Linked DNA regions of Mus musculus: regions 2 and 3 are each linked to region 1. A link is a contact called in public promoter capture Hi-C data. All regions are on one chromosome and are shown on one strand. The core of a region is the stretch at or near the end of the contact, and the rest is flanking DNA. Distances in the headings are between cores, read along the strand shown.

What was found. Promoter capture Hi-C pulls out the DNA fragments that hold promoters and counts their contacts. Capture Hi-C pulls out chosen DNA fragments and counts their contacts.
Region 2: a contact with region 1 is called in a promoter capture Hi-C map of pancreatic islet. The contact joins the promoter of Nudt2 here to the promoter of Gne in region 1. A contact is called at or near these places in 1 of 39 promoter capture datasets (liver) and 1 of 9 other capture datasets (pancreatic islet).
Region 3: a contact with region 1 is called in a promoter capture Hi-C map of liver, with 2.7 times the contacts expected there. The contact joins the promoter of Ncbp1 here to the promoter of Gne in region 1. A contact is called at or near these places in 3 of 39 promoter capture datasets (the C10 cell line, liver and pre-B cells) and 1 of 115 datasets of contacts at active chromatin or transcription factors (large pre-B cells).

Annotation. Positions count from the first base shown.
Region 1 is chr4:44,070,324-44,074,769 of GRCm38.p6, reverse strand. It overlaps Gne (glucosamine (UDP-N-acetyl)-2-epimerase/N-acetylmannosamine kinase), which reads left to right and starts at 2,053. Exons shown (of 12, transcript NM_001190414.2): 1 at 2,053-2,408.
Region 2 is chr4:41,463,069-41,467,514 of GRCm38.p6, reverse strand. Nudt2 (nudix (nucleoside diphosphate linked moiety X)-type motif 2) reads right to left here and starts at 2,367. Exons shown (of 3, transcript NM_025539.2): 1 at 2,335-2,367. It overlaps Kif24 (kinesin family member 24), which reads left to right and starts at 2,667. Exons shown (of 13, transcript NM_024241.2): 1 at 2,667-2,805.
Region 3 is chr4:46,136,591-46,141,036 of GRCm38.p6, reverse strand. It overlaps Ncbp1 (nuclear cap binding protein subunit 1), which reads right to left and starts at 2,526. Exons shown (of 23, transcript NM_001033201.3): 1 at 2,151-2,526. The coding sequence starts at 2,184. It overlaps Tstd2 (thiosulfate sulfurtransferase (rhodanese)-like domain containing 2), which reads left to right and starts at 2,562. Exons shown (of 10, transcript NM_173033.3): 1 at 2,562-2,657.

The DNA.
Region 1 (4,446 bases), core at 804-3,303:
TCGTCAGTCTCCACGAGGAAAGGGTGAGGAAATGACTTCTCTCCTTCAGCCTCCAAAGAGCAGATACCCTGCTACTGCCTGTATGTTGGTTCCCCCAAATTCTGGGCTCACCCCAACCTCTGGAAGCGTAAGATATGGAAGATAAAAGAGTACTAGCACTTTGTTATCAGTGCTAGGAAGCTATAAATATAGCCATTCTTTATTTCTAACTCATAACCCGTCAATAATAAGTCTCATGAGTTTTACATCCAGATGAATTGCATATCTATTTCAGTGGAATTTTCACTGGAACCAACTCTTGACTCTCAACAAATCCATTCAAATCCATTCTCTACCCAACAGCTCAGATGGTATTTAGAAAAAAAAAGTATGATGTGAAATGTGTTGGAAATTGACGTGTTATCAGAGCATTCATGAATGGTGACCTGGTCAACTTACAAATCGATGGTTGCTGATCTCAGACAGAAAGGTAGACAATGTCACCTCAGTGTACAAAACCACTCATTGTCTGTCCTTTCATGATGGGATGACCCTTGCAGGATCCAACATGGCTACACTAATACCATGCAAACCAGAGCTTCATCCTTGACTGAGATAGACCACAAGCTGTAAAAGTCTGATGGGGTCCACATTTAGCTTATAGCAAGAACCCCCAATGGAAGCTGAGGCAGGAGGACTGACGTGGCTTGAGACCAGTCTGGGCTACACAGTCAATCCCGTGCCAGTTTCAGCTAGGTACAGTGTAAGATCCTGTCTCAAAAAAAAAAAAAAAAAAACAACCTAAAAAAGTAGATCTGAAAGTTTCACTTGTGACTTTTTGTTGTTGTTTGAGACACAGGTGCAGCTGTGCTGTTCAGAATACTGTCTAGCTTCTCATTCTCTTGCACCTAGCTGTGGGAAATGTCACCCATGTCAGGAGGTTCACCACGATCTCTAACTTCAGCTCCAGGGTATCTGTTACCCTCTTCTGGACTTTGACATGTGCACTCTAATGTGTACACATCCTCTGCCCCACCCCCCTACCCCATATACATGATAAAAATAAGCTAAAATAAAATCTTAAAAACAAAACAAAACCAACCTTCATCAGGAGCTAGCAGCACAGGCCGCTCCCCACCTTCCTGGGTCTTGGATCTGCAATTAGTCTAGCAGATATTCTTGAGATGTCTGTGTACCTCAATCTATCAGACTATTGAAACTATGGCCTCAAAAAACCCTGAAATTTTCCCCAAGAATCTCATACTCAGAGAAGGAAAAGACCGAATGCTGGTGCTGAAAAGAGACTTCACACGGGACTGACAATTTGTGACTGCCACTTTGCTGGGGAAGTTAGAGTCCAGACAGTGACAGGTGGGCTACAGCTTGCCCTGGACCTCTTAGATGTGCACATCTCGAACTCTATATATTTTAACCTAAAATCTGAGGTCCCAAAATGGATCCAGGGGATATGTCTTTGGATATCTTTGTCCCTCTTCCCAACATGGCCACATTGAATTAACCTCCGTTTTTTTGCTTTTTTTTTTTTTTTTTACTAGTAACTCTGTTCTCATTAACTTATGGAGAACAGGTGACAGAATTTGGCTTCAAGGGGAAAAACTGTGAGGCCCAAATTTGGTAATAGAATTGCCTAGATCCCTGGAGTGACAGATAACTCAGAGCTGACTAGCATGTGTATTGTCACGCTGCACTCAGCCAGAGCCTCGTGGCAGGGGTGGCAAAGCTTAAATTCCAGGGTGCACTCTAGGACTACCGACACTGAGTTGCCTTGGAGTTTGGTCCACGAGATGGCACTCAGCTTGGGTGCAAAGCTAAAACAACCATCTCGTGGGAGAACTCGGGCTTAACTGTGGGCTCTGCCAGAGGAGAGAACACCCTCAGGCGAGAATAAGGGTCAGCAAACCGAGTGGATGCCACTACCAGAGGCGACACGACAGCGGAAGGTGCGCCACACGACTGACCAACAGAAATACGCCAAGGAGGGGCTGGGACCCGGTGCAGGCGGAGCCGGAGCGATCGACCGTTCGGCGCTCCGCGGGAGCCGGGGTGTGCGTTGCGAATGCAGGAGCAATGGCTGGGGCTGGGTCGAGCGCCGAGTCGTCGAGCGGCGCCGGGTAGCGGAAGCCACCGGGTGCGCTTGCCGGGGCCTGCCCTGTGGACCCGCTGGACGCGAGCCTGCCAAGTGCCGAGGTGGCGCCGGAGGGAACTAACCCGGCGGAGGCCACGAGTCAGTCGGTGACTCACGAGCATCGTGCCAGGCTCCGGCACCTCTGCTGCAGCTGTGGGCCTCGCGCTGGGCGTCCGGGTTCTACGCAGCAGGGCGCCTCTCCCGCCCGGTGCGTTGCTCCGGCGTGGGATCCCGGAGCTGTCAGACTCAGCGTGCGGGTGAATGGGGACCGGGGCTTGCAGAGGTAGGCCTGGCCAGGGTCCAGCCCATCCGTGCACGCAGCAGGCGGCACGGCCCTGGGTCCCTGGGCAGAGACGTGAGATAGCTGCGGGGGCCCAGCACTGCCTAGGTGGGGAGAGGGTTTGCACCGAGGGACTTCTTGGAGGCTTGCCCAACTCTGACTGTCTGGACACTCGGTGTCCTTGGAAATTTGATAGACGTTTATATCCGTCCTTGAACAGGCTTGTAAAATTGTTAGAGGAAAGAATAGATCGGCTTTGCACCTCGATAGGAGGGGTGTGGCGGCGGGGAATGGTTTCACAGTAAAGATAATGGTTTAGCCCGACTGTAGGGGCTCTGGAAGGAACATCAAACTGAATTATTATAGCTGGGCAGCAGGGTTCTGAGAACTCTGTACAGCCCTTCCCTTTTTATTGCGGTGAGTTCCATCCGCTCTGAGTGAAAGAAAGGAGTGTCTCAAGTTCTCCGGAAAGGTTTGCACCCGTGGATGTTTGTGGAATATACACACAAGGTAGAGGGTGTGTGCGGCAGTGACCTGCGTGTAGGAAGGTCATCTAGACTTGGCTTTGAATTGAAGTTCTATCAGTCATTAACTAACTGTGATTTAGATCAAGTGGATTTTTTTTTCTACACCTCAGTGTCCCTGTCTGTATAGTAGAGAAAATGAGGATGGAATAACGTGTCTAACGCCGTGTTAGCCCACTGCTGGAGGAAGCACTTAGCAAACGTTTACTTTACTGTTGTTTCTCTGCTGGTGACTGCTTGCACAAGTGTGCTTATACTTTCTCGTGGTTGGGACATTCACTTATCCTTTTGCAGCATTTATAAAAGCACAATTGAGTTGAATGTAGTTTGTGAGCATTGCCATTTCTCGGAGCCAGGGAGATTGCTGCTGCTGCTGCTGCTGCTGCTGCTGGTGTAACGCTTCAAACTTGACTTGAGTTTGGGTGCTCCAAACCCAGTAAAACCGGTCCTATAATTCGAGCAGCTGTAATAACAGCAATCCGGAAGCCTTGGGTTTTTTTGTTTTTTGTTTTTGTTTTGTTTTGTTTGTTTTTGTTTTTGTTTTTAGAGAGCCTGTCTCCAACAAGGTGAAAGAAACGTAGGGGAGAGCTGGTGAGGTTGTTCTGTGTGTGAGACAGGCATAGAATTGATAGATGACTCAAAGGCAGAGAAAGTGAAGTAAAAAGCTCTATTGAAGCAAGCTGACAGCTCCTGGTGGGATGGGATGGGCCCCCGGACTTGGAAGTTCTGGCAGGTGGACTCTGGGTTGGGCATTTTATAAGACCCCATTTCCCTAATTGTCTGGTCCTCCGGCCCAAGGGTGGCCTTTCCTTTCTGCTTGTTTTTGTTTGTTTGGGTGTTTGCTGTTGTGTTCCTGTCACTCATACCAGATCTTACAGAAGCGTGCCCCTGTGCTCCTTGTCTGTCTGAACCCCATTCCTGACTCTCCAGTGGCCTGATGCTGGAACTTGCCCTCTGGCCTCCGCTTTTACCCATGCAGCCAGCCATTTCACTGGCTCCCGTGTTATTCGTTTGCATTTTGCAATGTTTGGGACCTCAGACTTTTGTATGGGGATACACAGTATCCACTGGCAAATATAGATACAGTTGATCAATTTTCATTTTTGGTTAACATTCCACTAGGTAAAGAAGCAAGTTTTATCTTGCTTTGCCTTGTGCTTTATGAAACCTAAATTTCCTTCAAATGGTTTAAGTCCACTTTGTCACATTCCGCATCTGATAGTGACCGTGAAGATGCTGCTCACTATCTGCACCATAAAATGTGTCTTTAGTTGTTCAAGTCTTTAATCCCTGCACTCAGGAAGCAGAGGCAGGCAGATCACAGTGAGTTTGAGGCCAGCATGGTCTGTGGGAAAAAAAAAAATCCCAGGACAGCTAAGACTATGTAGAGAGACCCTGTCTCAAAAAATACAAAACAAAACAAAAGTCCCTTTAGGACTATTTCACGCAGAACAGATAACAATTTGGTCAAGTTTCTGATTTTTGTTGCTCCTGTTTGTGAAAGCACAATGGTTGGG
Region 2 (4,446 bases), core at 1,118-3,617, 2.6 Mb after region 1:
AAAGAACAAAGACATCTGGGGACATGAAGGCTGAATTCTGACTGTAGGCAAGAGGCACCCTGAGTCTTATCTCAGGAATGTAGAATCCTCCTTAACAGCCCGGGGTGTCAAGCTGGGCTCAGCACATAACTCAGGTCCTTAGAAGTCTTCGGAGTCAGGAAGAGATAAGGAAGAGGAGACTATAATTCAAATTTCTAGGGTCTAGGTGCCAGGAAGGGATAGGGAGGAGGAGGTGACCGGCTCCTAACACAAGGCCATTTGACTTATTAGGGTGGGAAACTGCGAAAGGCTTACTTTCTCACGGTATGGTCTCCAACAGAGGGGGCCTCAAGTTTAGAAAATGCTTCTATGAGACTGGGCTGTAGGCAAACCTATAGGGCATTTTCTTAGTGATTGATGTGGATGGCCCACTGTGGGTGGGGCCATCCCTGCACTCAGGGTCCTGGGCTCTATAAGAAAGCAGGCAGAGCAGCCACAAGGAGCAAGCCAGTAAGCAGCACGCCTTCACAGTCCCTGCATCAGCTCCTGTCTCCAGATTCCTTCTGACAACGAACAGTGATAAGGATGAGTAAGCCAAACAAACCCTTTCTTCCTCAAGTTGCTCTGGGTCAGTTTCCTCACAGATGTTGTAACCCTGACTAAGACGAGCCACTTTCCCTGAATTTGGGTGCATTTACCTGTCTAATCACCCCCTTTCCTATCTGGTATTCCAAATATTTTCACCCTCTTTCAGTTCAAAACAGTACAAGATAGAAAAGTATACCTGACACTGCTGTGAAAGAAACTTAGCCACTCAGGTCAGGTTGTTACCTGAAAGACAGGTCCTCATTTGTAAAGTGACTCTAACGTGTATTTCTCATTGTTGAGAGTTTAAAGTATGTGTAGACAGACATGAATACATGCCAGTCACTCTTATCTTGTATTATAATAGGCCACCTGAATGCTTCTCTGTATTATACTGGCAGTCAACTCTTTCTAATAGTTGAATCAAGAATTTCCCCACCTCTGTGTCATAGTCCTGTCTCTCCTGGAACTCAGAGATCCTCCAGCCTCTGTTAGGAATAAAGACATGCACTATCATTTTTATATTTTTCAGGAAACAGCTGATAAACAGTGTTCACACTAAGTATTAGTAATTTTTAAAGATCAACAAGATTAATTCCCTTTAATATATTGTCAATTTTCTCTTTTGAATACTGTATTTCCTTATTAGTAAGAATTACATTTATTCTTTAACTGATTAGTGATTTACTTTTGTTTATGTCTTGTGTGTCTGCCAGTTGTGTGTGGTATGTGGGTGCCTGAAGAGTCCAGAAGAGGGCCATGGATGCCCTGGAGCAGGAGTTGGGAGGCTACTGTGAGCCACTTGGCATGGATGCTGGGAAATGAACTCAAATTTCTCTGGAAGAGAGGTTAAGGGCTCTTAACCACTGAACCATCTCTCCAGGCCCCCGAATCGCTCATTTTTGAGCTAAAAACGAGCACTCCATTAAAGTACATATGAAGCTGCACACATGCTGGCTACTGGATTTGTTCCTACTATGCTGGTGGTTCCTTTTTGACCTGAGAGGCTAGGCCTGGCCAAGCATTTTTTCCCAATAGTCTTTGCAACCCGTTGAAGCATTACTATTATTTTTCACAAAAGGAAAAAAAAAATAAAACTATGGTTCAGAAATATTTTTGAGTAGTTAATCAAATGCAGACACGTCCAATTTCTAACATCATTAAGCTTAATTGCCACTGGACATTAGAACATTTCTGCATTGGCAACTTGACTCTTCTCGATTTAAGCTGTTTCGCCTTTTTTTCTTAAGACGGGAATCTTGTGACTTTCTATCTCTGGGGGCTAAAGAGCACCTGTCACTCTTCCAAAAGATTGGGGTTCGGTTCCCCGGAACCTATACCAGGTGGCCCACACAACGTTTAACTCCAGCTCCTGGGATCCGACGCCTTCTGGATTCTGAGAGCATCTGCACGCACGTGGCGCGCATAGACAGACACAGACACACACACACACACACACAAGTAATAATTTTTACCAAACGTAAGATCTTTTGGAATGCAGGCAGGGTTTAATCGATAACTACAAAGCAAGCCTAGGGAGAAGATATGATTGGCCCGCTAAGTCCCAAAGGTGAATCTCTCTGCCTCTGGGATTCTTCCGACCCACGCCCTCACCACTGAACCTAGTCCTCTCTGGTGCACAGAGATAAACCGAGGTCCCGCGAGTGGATGGGGCCTGGCCTACACGCGCCTCACTGCCAGCTCCGTCCCCGCAGCAACAGGTCAGGAGCCCGCGACACTCCCCACGCCCCCCAGCCCCACAGCACTCACCCGTAGCCCAGAGGCAGGAGGCGGTCCTCGAACGGAGACGTAGCGCGCCAGCCAATCAGAAGAGCCCGGCTGCACTTCAGACGAGCCACAGAATTGGGCATCAGGCGCTTCCACCCGCCCCTGAGGCGTGGTTTTTTGGCTGGGACCGTCGCGAGATCTGCCTCAAGCTGAACCATTGGTGGAGAATGAACCGCCCCCTTCCCCTTCTGATTTCTGATTGGCCTTTTAGAGGAGAGGTGACAGGCTCTGTGAATGACCATTGGTCGGTGCTGCGGGACCGCGGGCGGGCGGGCGTCGGCGCGCGCGTTCGAACTGGCGCTTGTGGCGTTGCCATGGGGATGTGGCCTGGCGGACACCTAAGGCGGGTTGACCGGACGCTCTGCTAGCCCGGCCTTAGGGCTTTCTCCTCACCGCACTATTTCTTCGGTCCTCCCTGAAAACTGACTGAGGAGGAGCCGGGATTGCCCTGAGGTGAGAAACGGTGGCTTTAGCTTGAGCCCAGGCTCTGCGCCTGCGCGGGAGCGGGTGCTCCTGTCTGCGAGCGGCGCGAGCCGAGACCGGTATTTGCGGGGTAACTAGAACTTGGCTTCTCGGGTTCTTCGAGGGTTCTCGCGCTCTCTCACGTTTCATCTCCCTGTCTACCGCCTCTTCAGCAATTACCTCGACCACCACCAGCTTTGAGGCTTTTCTGAGTACCCCAAAGGCCTCTTGCCTTTGAGACACGCTCTTCAGAGCGCTTCGATTGGACTTTCGGTTGTTTTGTGAACTTCCGCAAACCTCATTCTCCTTTTTTCTCATATAATTTTGACCTCTGAGATAAGACAAGCCTTTCCACAGCGTCTTACGCATATTAGTTTTTTGTTTGTTTGTTTTGTTTTTTTAAGGAAATATTTGTTCAGTTGGCTTTCACTCACTACAAATAGATTCAGTTATCTTTCTGCCTTGTCCCATTCAAAGTCGATTTGGGGGCAGGTGGAAGAGAGAGGACACCCTAATCTCATATACAAGAGACAGAAAATTCAGCGTTGGCGTTCCCACGTTGGGGGCAGGAAGACCTGCTCAGTGTGGGTGGCAACATTCCCAAGGCAGGGAATTCTGAGCAGTAATAGAGTGGAGAAAGCAAGCTGACCGCTAGCATACATACATTACTTCATTATTTACTGCTTTTCTTTTTTTAAGTTTTTGTTTGTGTGGCTTTTGTTTGTTGGTTGGTTTTGAGACAAAGTTCTCAATCAGAGAGACGTGCTCTCTCCACATTGTAGTCTGGCCTACAAGTACCTCTTCTCAAACCCCTAAATGTATTTGCTTATAACAGGCCATTCTGTCCTTATATGCCCGAGGATTTCCTCTTGTTGTTTACTGACCACCAACTATCGTAACATTTTATCTGTGCTTTGGAAACTGAAATCAATTATTTGACTTTGAGTTTTTTTCACTTAACAGTGTGTGTGTATGTGTGTGTGTATATGTATATGTGTGTGTGTGTATGTATGTGTGTGTGTGAGCACTCAAGTGAAGGTCAGAGGACAACTTTGAGGAACTGGTTCTCATTTTCCATGTTTTTTAAGCAGCTTGTTTCTGCTGCTGCAGTGCATACTCCAGGATATTTCTATCTTACACACACACACACACACTTACTTCTCCCTAGGAGTGCTAGGGTTACACATGTGCAGTACCACATGTGACCTTTTATGTGGGTTCTAGGCATTGAATTTGAACCATTAGGCTTATTATAGGTTATGTGCATTTACCTACCAAGCCATTTCCTTGACCTTTATTTCAGGTGGTTGGTTGGTTGGTTGGTTGGTTTGTTTGTTTAATTTTATTTGTGTACTGGCTAGTTTTGTGTGTCAACTTGACACAGGCGCGAGTTATCACTGAGAAAGGAGCTTCAGTTGAGGAAATGCCTCCATGAGATCCAGCTGTACGGCATTTCCTGAATTGGTTATCAAGGGGGGAGGGCCCCTTGTGGGTGGTGCCATCTCTGGGCTGGCAGTCTTGGTTCTATAAGAGAGCAAGCTGAGCAAGCCAGGGGAAGCAAGCCAGTAAAGAACATCCCTCCATGGCCTCTGCATCAGCTCCTGCTTCCTGACCTGCTTGAGTTCTGGTCCT
Region 3 (4,446 bases), core at 1,277-3,776, 2.1 Mb before region 1:
AATCTAAATTCCTTCTTTTTTTTTTTTTTTTTTTTGGGTTTTCGAGACAGGGCTTCTCTGTGTAGTCCTGGCTGTCCTGGAACTCATTTTGTAGACCAGGCTGGCCTCAAATTCAGAAATCCGCCTGCCTCTGCCTCCCAAGTGCTGGGATTAAAGGCGTGCGCCACCACGCCGGGCCTAAATTCCTTCTTAACAATAAGACAATATACTTCACACTGATAAAATGTATATCCAACATTACTGAAGAAGTTCAGAGATACTGTTAAGGAATCTAAGCCTGCCAAGTATGGTATTCCCCTTGGGGTAAGGCAGGGCAGTCAGTGGGATCTATCTAGCCAGGACATAGGAACAGGCGTTCCAGCCTGAATTGCATAGTTCTAGACAGCCAGGACTACATACATAGACAGCCACATAAAGACCCTGTCTCAAAAACAAACAAACAAAAGAGTCTAAGACTGAGTTAGATTTGATACTTTCCATTTACCATAGCCCTTTCTGTGACTCTAAATAAACTACGGGAACTTTATTGATTAGCAACCTTGTAGTATCTCTGTGAATCCCCAATCATATAGTCCTAACAGAAATGTTCAAGTGGCCCAGTGAGGTAAGAGGCTCATCTAAACTCCCCGGTCTCACAACTTCTACCCTCACTTTCTCTCTTCTACCAACAATGACCTCCTTGCTGTCTGTTCTCTAACACGACAGAAATGTTCTAACCTTAACTCACGGTTTCCTTTGGACCTCTGCTTCCTCCAAGCATCCACACGGCTCATCCTCACATCACTGAAGCCATAGGCCATCTGCAAGGAGGCCTTACCTAACCAGCTTCTCTCTCACTTTGGTCTCTACACCCTTTACCTCACATTATTCTCCACAACCCCGTGACCTTATAACGAATTGCACTATACCGCTGTGGGGTTTGTCTTAACCCAGGGGAGGGAGCCTCCACTGTTCTACTGCCTCCTACTCCACTGCAAGCACAGAAGCTAGGAAACTGTTTAGCAAGTCGGCACTCCTGATGTATTAGGACATTCTCTCAGGTACTACTGGCAGAAACCTGGGGCTCCACTATATGGGATTCGCTTGGTTGTCTTAACATTCCAAGGGAGGAAGCTAACCCAATTAAACTTGGGGGAGGGAGGGCTTTTTTTCTCAACGATGTCAGCATTTATCTGTGTGTATCACCTCTGAGACATTAGCAGTTGACAAAATAAACATCATCATGAACTACTGGTGAGCACAATATCTCATTTAGCCCCCCGTAGAAACCAAATGGCTTAGTATTATCCACAGTCCACGCTTAGGTTTAAGAAGTCATATGACCCTGACAAGATCACATAGTAAATAATCGAGATGTCGAGCTTCGAACCTAAACCCTTCGGTTCTAAAGTTTTTTCTTGCCTTAACCCTTTGGACCTAACACTAACAGCTCCAAGTGTGTTCTTGAAAGGCAATAATGGTGCAACAAAACAAAATTTATGGCAACACAACGACGTCCTTGCCGGCGACCATCAAAACTGACATGAGAATTAATAATCTGCTCGGGTTTTCCTGCACTTTCTTATAAGGGAAATATGCTTAAAGCCAATCCAACAAAACACCCCGTGCCTGTTTATTAGTGACCTCTGGGGTGTTGGTATTCTTTTTTTGAAGCCTAAAAGAGGGGAATCAGCGGGTGGCAGGTGGAGGAGAAGGGCTCAGATTGCAATACATCCGACCTCTGTCATAGCTTTGTTCTTTTCCTGTCTTCCCAGGGTCCTTTCCAAGTACACCCTGGAGGGCTAAAAGGAAAACACTGGTCCACTAGATATATCTCCTCCACTAAGTGATCCTAAGAGGCAGCAGCAGACAGACACACGTGCGGTTTCCATGATCAGTAGTGAGGGATTAAGTCCTCAGTGTCGCGGGACCCCAGGTCGGATTTGCTCACGGGATTCACCAGGCCTTCCTTTCCCATGACTGAAGGAGATGGGGTAGCAGGGAGGCCGTCGCTTTCCCGAAGCCACTATCCACAACCGAGCCAGCAGCCTCCCTTTGGGGCTCCCCGAGCCCTCCCGGGGAGAAAGGATTCCTATCCGTTCCCGGGAGACTGAAGGCGAGCCCGGCCTCGGTTCTCACCCGGACGCAGTGGCCAGGCCGAGAGCACTTACCATCGTTCTCGTAGCTGTGCCGCCTCCGCGACATGCTGCTTGCTGGTGCGCAGCCGATCTGAGTTGCTAGCCGCCTGCAACCCCAGAACCGTCGGGCTGCCGGCCGGCCGGTGCGCGGTCAGCGGCGAGGCGCGCGGACTGAGCGGCGCGCAGGCGCACTCGCTTACGACGCCTGCCGGAAGCGCGTGCAGAGGGGCACCGGATGGGCTCCGCAGTGGAAGGCCGGCGTCTGCAAGTCCAATTGCGGCCGCCTCCTCCGGCTTTCCACCCCGGGCCCTTCTGGACAGCGAGCTAAATTATCCGGGCCGCAGCGATCCCGCCTCGGCTTTATACAGGCCCGGCGGGATTTTCCCGGCGGCCCCTGCGCCGACGACTTAGGAGACTTCCGGAGAAAGGTGACGGCTCAGGGACTCTCTGCGCACGCGCGCGCCGGGGGGCGTGGGCTCGAGGGCGGGGAGCAGCGCCAAGTTGGTGAAGGGAGACCCAGGAAAGGCCTAGGGTTTGCGGGTAGGTGTTCTCTCTTTCTCTCTCGCCATCCCGCTGTAGACGCCTCGGGAGACCTGAGCGGGGAGGAGGGCAAGCCACTTTCAGCGGTAGGGAATCCAGGCCCGTCCGGCTGAATCTGCTCACTGTAGTCCTACTGCCTACTTCTCCCAGCTGACGGACGCCCCAGCTACTGATCGGTGTGGTTCCAATTGTTCTATTCCTCTGCACGTGTACAGTATGTGGACGTCCTCTGCCCTGTGATGGACACCAAACTGTCTTGTCCATGGTCTAGCCCAAACTTTTCCTTCAGTCTTACCTGTTACAGTAAATGGCCGTTTCGGTAGTTTGCTTAAATCCAAGAATTTAGGGAGGAGTCATTAGCTCCTTCACTTCCTGTGTTACAGTTTATCCACTAACACTGCCTGCTATACTCTGAGAGCAAGTCTAGTCAAACTTATTTACTATGCTTAAAACTCTTCACAGACTTAAAGCAATATTTTATGTATTTGTAAGTCTGTACATCATCCTGGAACTGGAGTTTCAGACTCTCTGTGAGCAAGGAGGAGAGTGCGCGGGAGCGGGGTGGGGGTGCTGAATCCCGGGTCTTCTGCTAGAGCAGTAAGCACTCTTAACCAGTGAGCCATCTTGCCATCTTTCCGGCTCTACTTCTCTTTGTTTATTTTAAAGATTATCGTTTTTCTATTCTTTTCATTTATTTATTCGTACATGCAAGCAATCCATCTTTCCAGGAATTTCCACTGCGAATTCCAAACTATGGCTTCTTGGGTTCTGTTCCCGTCATTGTGTGTAAACCACCATGTTCTTCTGCTAAAGTCCAGCTTGTTCACATTTTAGGAATCAAGACTTATTTTCTTTATCTGTTGGTCTCTGCTCTGAAATTTACATGACTAACTGTCAGGGACCTACAGAGTTATTTCTCTGACTCCTCAACTCTTGCTTTATTTCATTCAGCAAGTACTATATTGTATTAATTAACATTTGTCACCGTCTGTACATGGGACAACGAGACGGTGTTCAGGATACTGAAGCCCTAAGTGACCCTCTCAGGAATGATCACAGGTACTGTAGTCTGACGGACTTAATAGCAAAGGGCGAGTGGTACAAATTATCACTCATCCTTTGCTATTGAGGACAGATTATCCAGAGTAAGACTTTGGAAGAGTCCTCCAAGAAAGGATTTTAATATATTCTCATCTGGCTCCAGTTGCCTGAAATGAGCCAATTCGAGCCAGATGAGAATATATTAAAAATGGGTTTATTGGGAATCTGCTCTCAGGTGAGTTCACTGACCGCTACCAGGATTGAGACCAGGGAAGTCACTATGGGGATGGGGGTGGAGGAGGGAAGAACACAGGAGCAAAGAAAGAAGGGAAGGAGGCCCAACAAGGAGGCCAAAAGGTCTGGATTGTATAGAGAGGAGCCTCTGGGGGAAGGTTCAGGGTTGGGACAGGGTATACCAGATAGGGACTATGGGATACTGGGAGAACCTGAAGACCATGTCTGCTTTGATATGTAAAATATGCACCTTGGTCCAAGGTTAGAAACCAAACCTTAACCATTACTAAATCAGATAAGAAGTGAGTGTAGTTCAAAGTGGATTGCTGACTTTCAAAGGATGGCAAAGCATTGGGCCTGGTATAGTGGCCCCGAATTCTAGAAGTAGAGGCAAGGGGAATCTTAAATTTAGGATTACTAGAACCTCAAGGCCAGCCCCTACTATATAGCAAGACCCAGACTCAGAAAAATTAATTTAAAAACTAGGGGTTGGCCCAGGCAGCATACACCAGCT